3 separate regions of the Pan troglodytes genome follow, and all the other regions are linked to region 2. Evidence: chromatin contacts called from public Hi-C and HiChIP or PLAC-seq data. All regions are on one chromosome and are shown on one strand. The core of a region is the stretch at or near the end of the contact, and the rest is flanking DNA. Distances in the headings are between cores, read along the strand shown.

Region 1 (4,078 bases), core at 1,163-3,662, 130 kb before region 2:
GGGGAACCCTTGGGCCCAGGAGGTCAAGGCTGCAGTGAGCTGTAATCGTGCTACAATACTCCAGTCTGGGCAACAGAGCGAGACTCTGTCTAGAAAAAAAAAAAAAAAAAAGAGAGAAAGAGAAAGAGTCTGGGTTGTTCTTCCTATAGGTCAAGGATCACCAAATTATTCTGTAAAGGGCCAGATAGCAAATATTTTAGGCTTTGCGGGCCATAAGGTCTCTGTCACAATTACTCATCTCTGCCCTTCCTGTGCAAAAGCAGCTACGATATGTAAACAAATGAGCATGGCTGTGTTCCAAGAAAAGTTTATTTACGAAAACAGTGAGCCATCTGGCCCATGTGCTCCAGTTTGCTGACCCCTATTATACAGATAATAGGAATATATTAAAGGTTTCTAAGCAGAGAAATTGAGTTTTTAGATTAACTGTGATGGCAATGTAACCAGAAAGAGACCATCTAGGAGTTTCCATACTGAAACCAAAGTCATGGCCTCCTTTATCTTTCTATAATCATTCTAAAACAGTGTTGTCCAATGGAGATACAATGTAAGCCACAAATGTGAGCCAGGTATGTAATTTTAATTTTTTTCTTTTTCTTTTTTTTTTTTTCAGAGACAGGATCTCGCTCTATCACCCAGGCTGGAGTACAGTGGCGCAATCATAGCTCACTGTAACCTCAAGCTTAGGCTCAAGCAATCCTCCTGTCTTGGCCTCCTAAAGTGCTGGGACTACAGGTGTGAGCCACCATACCTAGCCTACTTTTAAATTTTCTAGAAGTCACATTTTAAAAAGACTTTTAAAAGCAGGTGAAATTAATTTTAATAATACATTGTATTTAACCCAATATACCCAAAAATATTGCCATTTAACACATAATATAAAAATTGACATATTTTACATTCTTTTTTCATAGTAAGTCTTAAAAATCCAACGTGCATTTTCATATGTAAAGCACAACAATTCAGATAAGCCCCATTTCAAATGTCTAATAACCACATGTGGCTAGTGGCTACCATACTGGACAGCATTAAAAGAATGATCAACTAAACCTACAGATCTCCATATGCAGCTGCTGGTTTTGGGAGCATCTCCTTGACCGGCTTGCCATTGATTTTTGACCGAATTCTGAACTATATATACTACAGTTTGACATTACTGGCAACTCAATAAGGCAATGTCTTCATTTTTTATGTTACATTTGTACACCACTTAGTTTTCACATACGATTTCACACCTGATCCTCATTACAAACACGTGAATACGCAAAAGATTTCACACCTGATCCTCATTACAAACACGTGAATACGCATGTTATATCAGTTTTACAAACGAGGAAAGAACGTTCAGAGAAAAAAAGAGACAACCATTGAGTGTTAGAACTGGGAAAAAAAAAGTAAGTCTCCTGACCTCTGGTCAAATCTATTTACGCCCCAATAATACCACCTCCTTAATCAAAGTTGCACTTCTCTGTGCGACTGGTCTTTATTTCCTCCAGTGATTGTAAACTCCATGAAGAAAAGGACTGTTTTTCCTGACCACTGTATTCCCAGTGCCCAGTAAGGTGTTTTACAAGGAGGCAATATTTATTGAATGAATTAATGACGTTTCTGCTTTTCTCATTTTTAGTCGGTTAAATGTAATTTACTTTTTTAAAGCAACTGATGTGAAGAGCCAAAGTACGCCACCAAATTGGTAGGTTTTTAAAAGTTGAACTTTACTGCCAACATACTTCAAAAGAGAACGAGGGGGAAAGGCTCGGAGCCAAGGCCTGAGTTCTAGTCCTGACCCTGCCATGAACTGGCTGTGAGCCCTCACGTAAATTTTTTTAACTTCTCTGGGCCAGAGTTCTTATCTGTCAAAAGGGAAGAGTAGGGCTATAATCTTCATGATTCCGTTCATAGGTAGGGTTTTTGACATTAACTTGATGTGAGCCGGCTTCCTAACTTCTCACACCCTTCCTCCAGTCCCCTCTGCAACGGCCGACTTGGTGAGAGAGGTAACCACCGGGCCCTCTGGGTTCCCTATCCGCTTCCTAGAGGGGCCGACTCGACACCTAGGTGCAAGGTGGATCCCACGGGCCAGAACCGCCATCTTTCCCCATTGGCCTGACCCCAACCGCCACCCGCGGGCACTGGATGACGCGGACCTTACCTCTCCTCACAGTCTTTGCATTTCACCTGCAACGGGACTAGTTGGTGGAACAGAACTTGGCTCATGTTGGCTCGCTGCCCCGGCTGGTGTGCAGAAAAGCCCAACAGGCCCGGCCCTCGGAATTAGCCTGAGACCTCCGGGTCCTGATAAAGTTTGAGTTTGGCGCTCGGCTTCTGCGGAGGAGGCGGGGAGGGAGAAACGAGGGGAAGGCGTAAGAGACTTGGCCCTCGCCAGCCACCATCGGATTCTTCCGGTTCTGCGGAGGATAAAGGGAAGACGGTTGTGGTAGTTCCGGGTATTAACCTGTGTGGCGCGGGCGCTGAGGCAGCCATGTTTGTTAAGGGAAGGAGACCCGAAGGAAGCTTCTAACTTTTCTTCCGGTTGCCGGATGCTGGACACCGGAAGCGAGCCCTAGAATTATGGCGACCTCCGCGACGTCGCCGCACGCGCCTGGTTTTCCAGCTGAGGGTAGATGCGGTTACTATGTGGAAAAGAAGAAACGGTTCTGCAGGATGGTGGTGGCCGCAGGGAAAAGATTTTGTGGTGAACACGCTGGAGCCGCGGAGGTGTGGTATCGCCCTACTCTCTCAAGAGTCGGAAATAAGTATCCTGGTCCTGTCGGTGCTGGAACCCGGCCCCTCCCCTCTTTGACAGCTTTCTGCTTGTGTCTCCTGGATTCTCCAGCTTTCACTTTAATAAACCCAGTTTTGCCCTCCTTGCGGAGCGATTATGAGTTCTAGTGATGAGAAATTTTTTATTTTTCTAAGTAAAGCGCCAGCAGTGACCCATTTATCTTGATCTATTTATCTCGATCTTAACTCATGGTAATGCTAGGTTTTAATTTTTACCCCAAGCTACCGCTCCGTCTTCCTGCTGGAAAGTGGTAGTTTAGAAAAAGTAGTGATTGAAGTCCCAAAGGTTTCACTAGTTGTGTTCTAATTGTTATTTCATGAAAGAGAAGCACTTCTCGTGAATGCGGTTGGAAGAAACTTTCTTTTAAAAATTTAGACTTGAGGCCCGGCGCGGTGGCTCACGCCTGTAATCCCAGCACTTTGGGAGGCCGAGGCGGGCGGATCACTTGAGGTCAGGAGCTCGAGACCAGCCTGGCCAACATGATGAAACCCTCTCTCTACTAAAAATAAGAAAATCAGCCGTGGCGCGAGCTACTAAAAATAAGAAAATCGTGGTGGTGCGAGCCTGTAACCCCAGCTACTCGGGAGGCTGAGGCAGGAGAATCGCTTGAACCCAGGAGGTGGAGGTGGCAATAATCCAAGATCACACCACTGCATTCCAGCCTGGGTGACAGCCAGACTGAATCTCAAAAAAGAAAAAAAAAATTTTTTCGACTTACAGTTTTTAGGAATGCAACTTTGCTGGAATGGGAAGGAAAGATTTTAAAATATATACGAATTGACCTTTTACAATTGAGAACAAGGCATACAATTTTGTTTGATAATTATGCATATAAATGTACTATCAAACACTTTATATTTGTATATATGTATATTACTTTAGGATATATATGAGATGGGAAAATAAAAACCAGAGGAGCAAAATGCTCATAGGAAGAGAGCATGTCCTTATAGTTCCACAGAACTATAAAGAATAAACCAAAGCGATCAGCATCAGATTTCATGCTTCTGAATGTTCAGTATTATTTGCATTATTTTATTTCTTAAGGAATTTATTCTTCTAGACAATATCCAGTGCAGATCAGTCCCCTGACCCCCTTCATCTGCCATTCTCCATCATAGTTGTAGTCTACTTCCTATTTTGTTTTGACTGGCATTTACCAAAAGTGAAGCATACTGAAACAAGGACATTCTTGTTTTGGAATATGGGAGACGTGATTTGTTGTGGGAACTCTGAATTATGCCCATAGTCTATTGACTGGTTTTGAGGGGACTGGCAAACATCCCTTGTTGA
Region 2 (4,079 bases), core at 855-3,354:
AATAACAGCAATTTTTAGGGAACAAAGGAAGACAACCATAAGGTCTGACTGCCTGTGGGGTTGGGCAAAAACAGCCATATTTTTCTTCTTGCAGAGAGCCTATAAATGGATGTGCAAGTAGGAGAGATATCGCTAAATTCTTTTCCTAGCAAGGAATATAAATATTAATACCCTGGGAAAGGAATGCATTCCTGTGGGGGGGTCTATAAACAGCCGCTCTGGGAATGTCTGTCTTACGCGGTTGAGATAAGGACTGAGATACGCCCTGGTCTCCTGCAGTACCCTCAGGCTTACTAGGGTGGGGAAAAACTCCGCCCTGGTAAATTTGTGGTCACACCAGTTCTCTGCTCTTGAACCCTGTTTTCTGTTATTTAAGATGTTTATTAAGACAATACGTGCACCGCTGAACATAGACCCTTATCAGTAGCTCTGCTTTTGCCCTTTGCCTTGTGATCTTTGTTGGACTCTTATAAGTAGTCCTGCTTTTGCCCTTTGTCCTGTTCCCTCAGAAGCATGTGATCTTTGTTAGACCCTTACTAGTAGTTCTGCTTTTTGCCTTTTGAAGCATGTGATCTTTGTACTTTTGTACCTACTCCCTGTTCTTACACCCCCTCCCCTTTTGAAACCCTTAATAAAAACTTGCTGGTCTGAGACTCAGGCGGGCATCATGGTCCTACCGATATGTGATGTCACCCCTGGTGGCTCAGCTGTAAAATTCCTCTCTTTATACTGTCTCTCTTTATTTCTCAGCTGGCCAACACTTATGGAAAATAGAAAGAACCTACGTTGAAATATTGGGGGCGGGTTCCCCCAATAAAGATGTCAGATAGGGGTACAGCTTTTTTATATTCCATCCCTACCATCATTGCCTTACTTCAACTTCTGATTATTTCTTGCTGGATAATTGTATTATTGGCATTTCTCCCTTCAGGCTCTTAAGCCTCTTATTCACCCTTCTCCTACTGCCAAAGCCTTCATTTTAAAATGCAAGTATCATTACTTCTCTGATTAATATCTTACGGCAAATTCCAGATTTGGTTAAGTACATAGTCTGTGTGTTCCCTAAAACATTCTCTGTCGCAAAGCAGCAGAGCGTTGGGATTACCAGACAGTGGTGTTCACATCAGACCACCCAGGTTCACATCTCAGTCTTCTAGTTAAAATTGTGTGACCTTGTAGCAAATTGTTTAACACAGGAAGCTGTAAAACAGTAAAAACAGTAAGTACTTTATCATGTTATGAATGCATGCAGTGCACAACACCTAAGTGCTCAATAAGTGTTGCCTGTTATTGTTACAGTATATTATTAATATATTGTAATTGTCCCCATAATAAACTGTAAATACAGTACATGTTAATTATTATTGAGGATGACATTGTAATTGATTACGTCTCAGTCTCTCCATTATACCTCCAATAACTTCGGGGGTAGAAGCTGAATTACTCTTTTTTGCTTCCCTAGAGGTTTACATATTATTTGGTACTCAATTATGTAGGAACTGAGCCACAGGCAGAACCAAGAAGCTGGCTATTGCTTCTGCCCTAGCCTGAGGTGAATTGTTAGCTGCACTGTTCCTTGGAGTCAAGAGCTTGCACTCACTCTCAAGCAAAATGGCATAACTTTGGCTTTTCAGAATATTAAACTAGTGATTCTGCCTTGCCCGCCTCTCAAATAAATGGTGTGTCACCCTAGAAACAAAGATAACACACTCCGCATACACAAACACGCACACCGCAAGGAACCAAAGGCCAAGAGTATCAATGTACCAGGGCGCACACACTTCGAGAGACAGGTTCGGTGCATCGCAGGATCCCGATCTTTCTTGCATCTTCAGCTCTAAAAGTCGGCACCTCGGGGTATGCCAGGATCCTCGAGAAAACAGATATAAACACATATTTACCCACAAAACAGAGATAAAGCACAAGCCTGCGGGATAACTGGAGGAGTTATCTTACAGTTGAGACTTTCTGCAACCTGCAGATTTTGCCGTGTCCAGGGCACAAGTTTTTCAGGGCTCCTGGGCACCCCCGCGACCGTCATCTCACTTCCCCGGCAGCTTCCTCGTCCCGACCGCAGTGTTCCCAGCGCGGCTCCTTTAAGCCGAGCTACGCGCATGCGCACTGACTGCGGACCTGGGCGAACCCGGGGTTTCGTTTCTGCTGACTCCAGTGTCCCGAGAGGCGCCGCTTCTTCCGCTTTCTCGTCAGGCTCCTGCAGCCCCAGGCATGAACCAAGGTTTCTGAACTACTGGGCGGGAGCCAACGTCTCTTCTTTCTCCTGCTCCAGCGGAGGCTTTGTCGCTGCGGGCTGGGCCCCAGGGTGCCCCCCATGGCGGGGCCGCGGGTGGAGGTCGATGGCAGCATCATGGAAGGGGTGAGTGCAGAGCGAAGCGGCCGGGGCTGCAGCCTAACTAAGGAGGGGAGCTCTCACCACCGGTGTGCTTACTTCTCTTCTCCCCGTACCCCAACCTTTGCAGGGCGGCCAGATCCTGAGAGTCTCTACGGCCTTGAGCTGTCTCCTAGGCCTCCCCTTGCGGGTGCACAAGATCCGAGCCGGCCGGAGCACGCCAGGCCTGAGGTAAATCTGGCTGGAGGGGGAGTTGGGCCGTGAAGCTGGGGGATCGGGGGGTCGGGCTGCCGGGCTGGGGCATCGGGAGTCTGAGTGGGGTAACCCAGAAGGTCTCAGACGCAGGTATGGGCGATCCAGGGCGGGGACACTCTGCCTGGGCGGTGGCCTGGGTTGTAAAGTCTTGAAAGCCTGGAGGGGTGAGTTTAGAAATGGTCTCGAGTTTTCTCTGTTTGACTAAATAGTGTCATTTGCTGAAGAGCTAGCTTTTAAAATGTTTTCCCACCTCACCGGGCATTCCAAATATCCGAATAGCACGTATGAGCTGGCAAGATAGATAGGGCAGAAATGCTTGTGAGGCCAGAGGACACCCTGTTTTATAACCAGTGCATTCTGGTTCTGCTGTCAGTTTTAGAATCATAAAACAGGAAAGAATCCTGAGATGTGTTATCCCAGCTTTCATTCATACCTCCAGAGAGCTGTTATGACCAGAATTATCTGTTGTGGAGAGGGAAACACCTTGACATTTGACCTTATTTCTTCTGTCTGGGTAGCTGGGCATGCCACTAGTTGAGCTTCAGGTACATGCACCTGCTAGAAGAGGACCCAGGTTTGAAGCCACGCTGATTGTTTTGTATGTATTCTGTATTTATTACATTTTAATAAATCAGCGGTCTCAGTCTTTTGTCTACAGTTTTGAAATTACCAAAAGGCAATTACTGATATATGTTAATGTTAATTGCCTTTGTCATAGTTGTTTGCAGCCCTCCAGTTCACCAACAGGGGAATCCAATTCATTAGGCTGTAGGTGTTGTATTAGTTTGCCAGGGCTGCCATAACAAAATGCCACACACGGAGTGGAGCTTAAACAACAGAAATTTATTTCCTCACAGTTCTGGAGGCTGGAAGTCCAAGATCAAGGTCCTGACAAGGTTGGTTTCCTCTGAGAGCCATGAGAAAAGGATCTGCTCCAGGCCTGTCTTTTTGCCTCTTCACATGGTGGTTCCTCTGTGCACCTTGCCCCTAGCGTCTCTGTATGTTCTAGTTTTTTTTTTTTTTTATAAGGACACCAGTAAGATTGTATGGTGGCCTCATTTTAACTTAATTATCTCTTTAAAGGCTCTATCTCCAAATATAGTCACATTCTGAGATACGGAGGGTTACAGTCTCAGCATGTTAATTTAGGGGGAACATAGTTCAGCCCATACAGGCACCATAGATTGTTCAGTCAAGTGCAAGCGAGACTGGTGGCACTGAAATAACTATTAGTTTTCTTCTTTAGCACACTTCTAATTTGCAGCAATATATCAGGGTATGTATTTATAGTCAGGAATAACTGGTCTGCAAGGAAGCGTTAAAATGATACATACTAGCAGGTAGTCTAGGTTCATAAAAACCCAAAAGGAAGCTGACACTGAAGATGTGGCACTTACTGTGGTTAGACCTTGCTGTTTTCTTGCCATTGCAGTTTTATAAATTTGTCATAAAATGTGGGGATGTAGGCAGTCTGAAT
Region 3 (4,389 bases), core at 75-2,574, 230 kb before region 2:
GTTTCAAAATGAGAATATATGTTTCAAAACAAGTATAAGGAATATACTTATTGATTGGAAAATATAATTAGAAGTATCTATCAGGCTATAAATTGCTTTTCTTCTCCCTTCCATGGAAATTAGTTTTTTTTTCCATTTTTAGTCAGTATGAAAATACAAGGAACAGGAAATTCAATCAAATTTACTTTTTAACATTTTATTTGGAAATAATTTCAAACTTACAGAAAAGTTGCAAAAACAGTACAAAGAACTCATACATTCATTTACTCTGTTTTTCCTTTTACCCTATATATTAGTTATTTATAGCTGTGTAACAAATAACCCCAAAGCTTAGTGGCTTACACCAAGTACTTTTCATCTTACAGTTTCTGAGTCAGGATTCCAGGAGTGGCTAAGCTAGGTGGTCCTACCTCTGGGTGTCTCATGAAGTTGTAGTCAGCCAAAGGCTTGACCAAGGTTGGAGGAGCTACTTCCAAAGTGACTCACTCCGTGGCATTTGGTAGGAGGCTACAAACAGTTCCTGGACAACTGGATCTCTCCATAGGCTGCTTGAGTGTCCTGAAAACACGGAAGCAGGCTTCCCCAGGCTCCAAGCCCCAAAATGAATGAAAAAGAGACCCGCAAAGGAAGATGCAGTGCCTTTTATGACCTAGCCTCTGAAGTCAATACTGTCACTTCTGTTTTGATCTATCAAGAGTCACTAAGCCTAGTCTACACTCAAGGGGAGGGGAATTAGAGTCCACCTCTTCCAGGGAGGAATATCATTGAATCTGTGAACATATCTTAGAACTACCATACCTAGTTTCAGTACTTTTAAACATTCGCCATTTTGCTTTGTCCCTCTCTTTTCCCCACCTACATATACATACACATACATGTTACTCCCTAACCATCTGAGAGTAGGGAGCATGCGGTGTATCCCTATCCCTTGTGTTTTTCTCTTAAGGAAAAGGATATTCTATTATACAACACGGTAGTTATCAATATCTAATTTTAACATTGTGATACTTTAAAGTCCACTTCCACTTGTGTAAATTGCCCTTTCTAGCAATCTTCCCATCGAATTTATTTTTAAACAATATAGTAAAAACGTAGAGGGCCACAAAGGGTGACATCGGTCAAGTAAGGTATTTTTTTTGGCAGGGAATAAAAAAGGTCCTGGGTCTAGGGAGGTAAACAAGCGTGAGCCAGCTGAGTTCTAGCGAGGGTCCCTGAGCACCAAAAGGACAAGACTGTTTCTGAAACACTACCTTATCTCTTAAGTTACCCATTACTTATGGAAAATGATTTTTTACTGTTCCCTTCGGTTCCTGTCTTGATTAGAACACAGCTGGAGATTGTGCTAATAGCTTAGGACGTCTGTTTCCGTGAGCAGGTAACAACTTTTTGAAACAAATTCCCTCATCTGCTGAAGAAGGGGGACAAAAACGGCCCCTATCGCCCAGAACCGTTGCGAGGATTTAGCTAGCTGGTGACGCCGGAGCACGGAGTTGTACAGGTAGCCAGCAACACCCACACGAGCCCGCGGTTACCCTGGCCGCGCGGCTACTGTAGAGCGGGCTGGCGGCGAGCGGGCGGGGCGGTATCACGCGGGAGGGGCGGGGCGCGCTCGTCGGCTGATCGCACGATTGTGACGCGCCGCCGGAGGCAGGCCGGGCCCTCAAGATGGCGGCGGGCGCCCAGAGCGGCTCGGCCCGGCAGTAGTGGTGGGACGGCACTAGCTGCTGGGGCCTGCCGCCCCGGGAGTGGCTGCAGCAGCGCCAGGAATCGAGGATGGTAAAATGACCCAGGGGAAGAAGAAGAAACGGGCCGCGAACCGCAGTATCATGCTGGCCAAGAAGATCATCATTAAGGACGGAGGCACGGTGAGCTGAGTTCCGCGCCGGCGAGCGTCCCTCGGGGCCCCCATCCGGTCTCTCCTTCAGACCCCAACACTGCCGTCTCTAGGCGTCCCGGTGCCTCCCTCCCTTCCCCCACCCTGTCCGCGCTGCCGGTGCCTCGGGGTCGCGGACCCGCATGCCGCCGCTCCGGGAATCGTCCTCCGCTGCTCGGGCTTGCGGCCTCCGGGGCCCGTCCTCTTTCTTTCCCGCACCTGCCGCCCTCTGCTCTGGCCGCCTCTGCAGGCCCTGCGGCCTCGAACCCCACGTGCGCCTCCGCCGCGGGGAGGAATGTGCGGGGCTCCCCCGGCGGCCCGCCCGCCGCGCCCCTCGTCGCCGCAGCCTCGCCTCGCCTCGCCTTCGCCGCCAGGCCCCGCGGAGCCGTCGCCGCGCTTGTCAAGGGGCTGGGAACCATCCCTGCTCTCCCATATGTTGCTAACGGGGTGGCGTCTGGCGCGGGGATCCCGCTGCGGCCCCGTAGTACGTTCGCTTTCTGTTTCCACGTCCCTCTGCGTCGGTGGTCCGGCTCTGGGCTGCTTACAGTAAACCCTGACCGGAGGTGGGCTTCCCTCACTTCCCGGAGTCGGAAGCATGACGGCAGACACCTGGGGCCTACATTCGAACCTGCTAGTTTTCAAAGAAAAGTCATCACTGTGTGTCTTAAGATCAAAAGTATTACAATCAGTCATGGCCTAAGGATCGGAGGAAGACACTTTGAAGGGAAGAAAGGTTTGCTTTTTAGAAACAGTTGTCATCACAGTAAACTTTATGCAGTGTGTAGTTAACCAGCAGGGGACGTAGGATTTTTAATTGAAAAACAAAACAAAACAAAACTGTTTTATGCTAACATTTCTCCGTTGCTACACTGTGTGGTCTTTGTTGCATCCGCTGATACCGCGTTCTGAAATAGAATGGAAAGGTGATATATATGTTTCACTTACCTGAAGTGTGCAGAAATTGTACCATTAATTCCATTTCTGTTTATATCTTATTGGAGCCGCGATCAACTGCTAGCACAGTAGTAAATGTGTAAGTAGGCCACCATTGAGGATTTGCTGAATTCAGTTGAAAAACGTGACAAAATTTTATGACATTTCAGAACACGGCCCAGTCAATATGCCAAAGTTTAGAAAACTTGAGACATATGTAATGACTTTGGAATATATTCTTAGTTTAACGTTTATTATATGTTATAGCTTTGACATTTATTGAAAAAAAGAAACAGAAATTCCTCAAGTTCTTTTTATTGAACTTGATTAATTAAAACATTACTTTGATTAGATCGGTTATGAAGAGTCATAGCTCTTTTGACCAAGTAGGTAAGAACTATATGGGGAGAAAAACACTGTTGCCTTTGTCTACCTTTAGAAAGAGACAATATTTTACATTCTTCATAAAATCTACAAAATAGTGGCAATGAAAGATTGTATTTTGTAAGACCAAGTGATATTTAAGATCAGTATTTTTTACAAAATGTAAGAATGAAACTGTGATTAAGAAACACAGCTTCCTTTTCCTTGGAAAGTTCAGTTTTATTACCTTTCTTTGGGGTTTTGTTTGATTTGCTTTACGGCAGATGCTTTCTTTCCAAATCCTGTGAGTTTTGGAAAAGATCGTTTTTAAACTTTCTTGTCCTATTATTAAGGTTGTAATTAATTCTTAGCCTGCTTTGGGACACAAAATAAAATGTTTGCACCAGCAATAGGTTTCACATAGAACAAATGAAGACTTTTCTTGAGGGCTGTGAACATGGGGGCTATTATCATTTCTCATCTTTATACACTTAATATTTCATTCTCTATTCTAAGAGCACTGGGCACTCCTTTAGAATAGGGGCTTTGTTTTGTATGTTTGGATCCCACAGGGCCTAGTATGTGAATTTTAAAGTGATAAAAACACTTCTATTTTGTACTAGCACATTCCTAGATGAATTTTTATTGTAATTTTGTTTATTCTTATACGTAATCAGAGGATATATTTCAATAAATATCAGGGGAATATTTTGCATTATTTGTATTTTAATCCATCCCAGCTTTAAATTTAAAAAGTATAACTATTGCAGTCATAGAAATGATTGTAAAATGGTAGTTGCTTATCTACCTCTCTACTTACAATAGGTCAGACTACTATTATGAACTTTTTTTTTTTTTTTTTTTTGAGACGGAGTCTCACTCTGTTGCCCAGGCTGGAGGAGTGCAGTGGCAGGATCTCGGCTCACTGTAACCACCGCCTCCTGGGTTCAAGTGATTCTCCTGCCTCAGCCTCCCGAGTAGCTGGGACTACAGGCACGTGCCACCATGCCTGGCTAATTTTTTATATTTTCAGTAGAGACAAAGTTTCACCATATTGGCCAGGCTGGTCTTGAACTCCTGACCTCATGATTCACCCACCTTGGCCTCCCAAAGTGCAGGGATTACAGGTGTGAGCCACCGTGCCCAGACTGAACATTTTTTAAGAAAGGGGAAAAAATTGCCATTTGATACTCTGTTGTTGTGTGTTTTTTAATTCATCG

What was found. A called contact is a pair of places that touch in the nucleus more often than the background predicts. HiChIP or PLAC-seq counts read pairs in DNA pulled down with a chosen protein or histone mark.
Region 1: an H3K4me3 HiChIP or PLAC-seq map of stem cell-derived excitatory neurons shows a contact between it and region 2, with 3 times the contacts expected there. The contact joins the promoter of SASS6 here to the promoter of RTCA in region 2. A contact is called at or near these places in 1 of 7 Hi-C or Micro-C datasets (stem cell-derived neural progenitor cells) and 1 of 1 datasets of contacts at active chromatin or transcription factors (stem cell-derived excitatory neurons).
Region 3: a Hi-C map of stem cell-derived neural progenitor cells shows a contact between it and region 2, with 2.8 times the contacts expected there. The contact joins the promoter of MFSD14A here to the promoter of RTCA in region 2. A contact is called at or near these places in 1 of 7 Hi-C or Micro-C datasets (stem cell-derived neural progenitor cells) and 1 of 1 datasets of contacts at active chromatin or transcription factors (stem cell-derived excitatory neurons).

Annotation. Positions count from the first base shown.
Region 1 is chr1:131,043,919-131,047,996 of NHGRI_mPanTro3-v2.0_pri, reverse strand. It overlaps SASS6 (SAS-6 centriolar assembly protein), which reads right to left and starts at 2,412. Exons shown (of 17, transcript XM_513588.7): 1 at 2,153-2,412. The coding sequence starts at 2,217. It overlaps TRMT13 (tRNA methyltransferase 13 homolog), which reads left to right and starts at 2,537. Exons shown (of 10, transcript XM_054668150.2): 1 at 2,537-2,718. The coding sequence starts at 2,572.
Region 2 is chr1:130,911,145-130,915,223 of NHGRI_mPanTro3-v2.0_pri, reverse strand. It overlaps RTCA (RNA 3'-terminal phosphate cyclase), which reads left to right and starts at 2,104. Exons shown (of 11, transcript XM_001160984.7): 1 at 2,104-2,374; 2 at 2,478-2,578. The coding sequence starts at 2,330. It also overlaps a transcript of DBT not described here.
Region 3 is chr1:131,137,228-131,141,616 of NHGRI_mPanTro3-v2.0_pri, reverse strand. It overlaps MFSD14A (major facilitator superfamily domain containing 14A), which reads left to right and starts at 1,324. Exons shown (of 12, transcript XM_001160022.6): 1 at 1,324-1,865. The coding sequence starts at 1,782.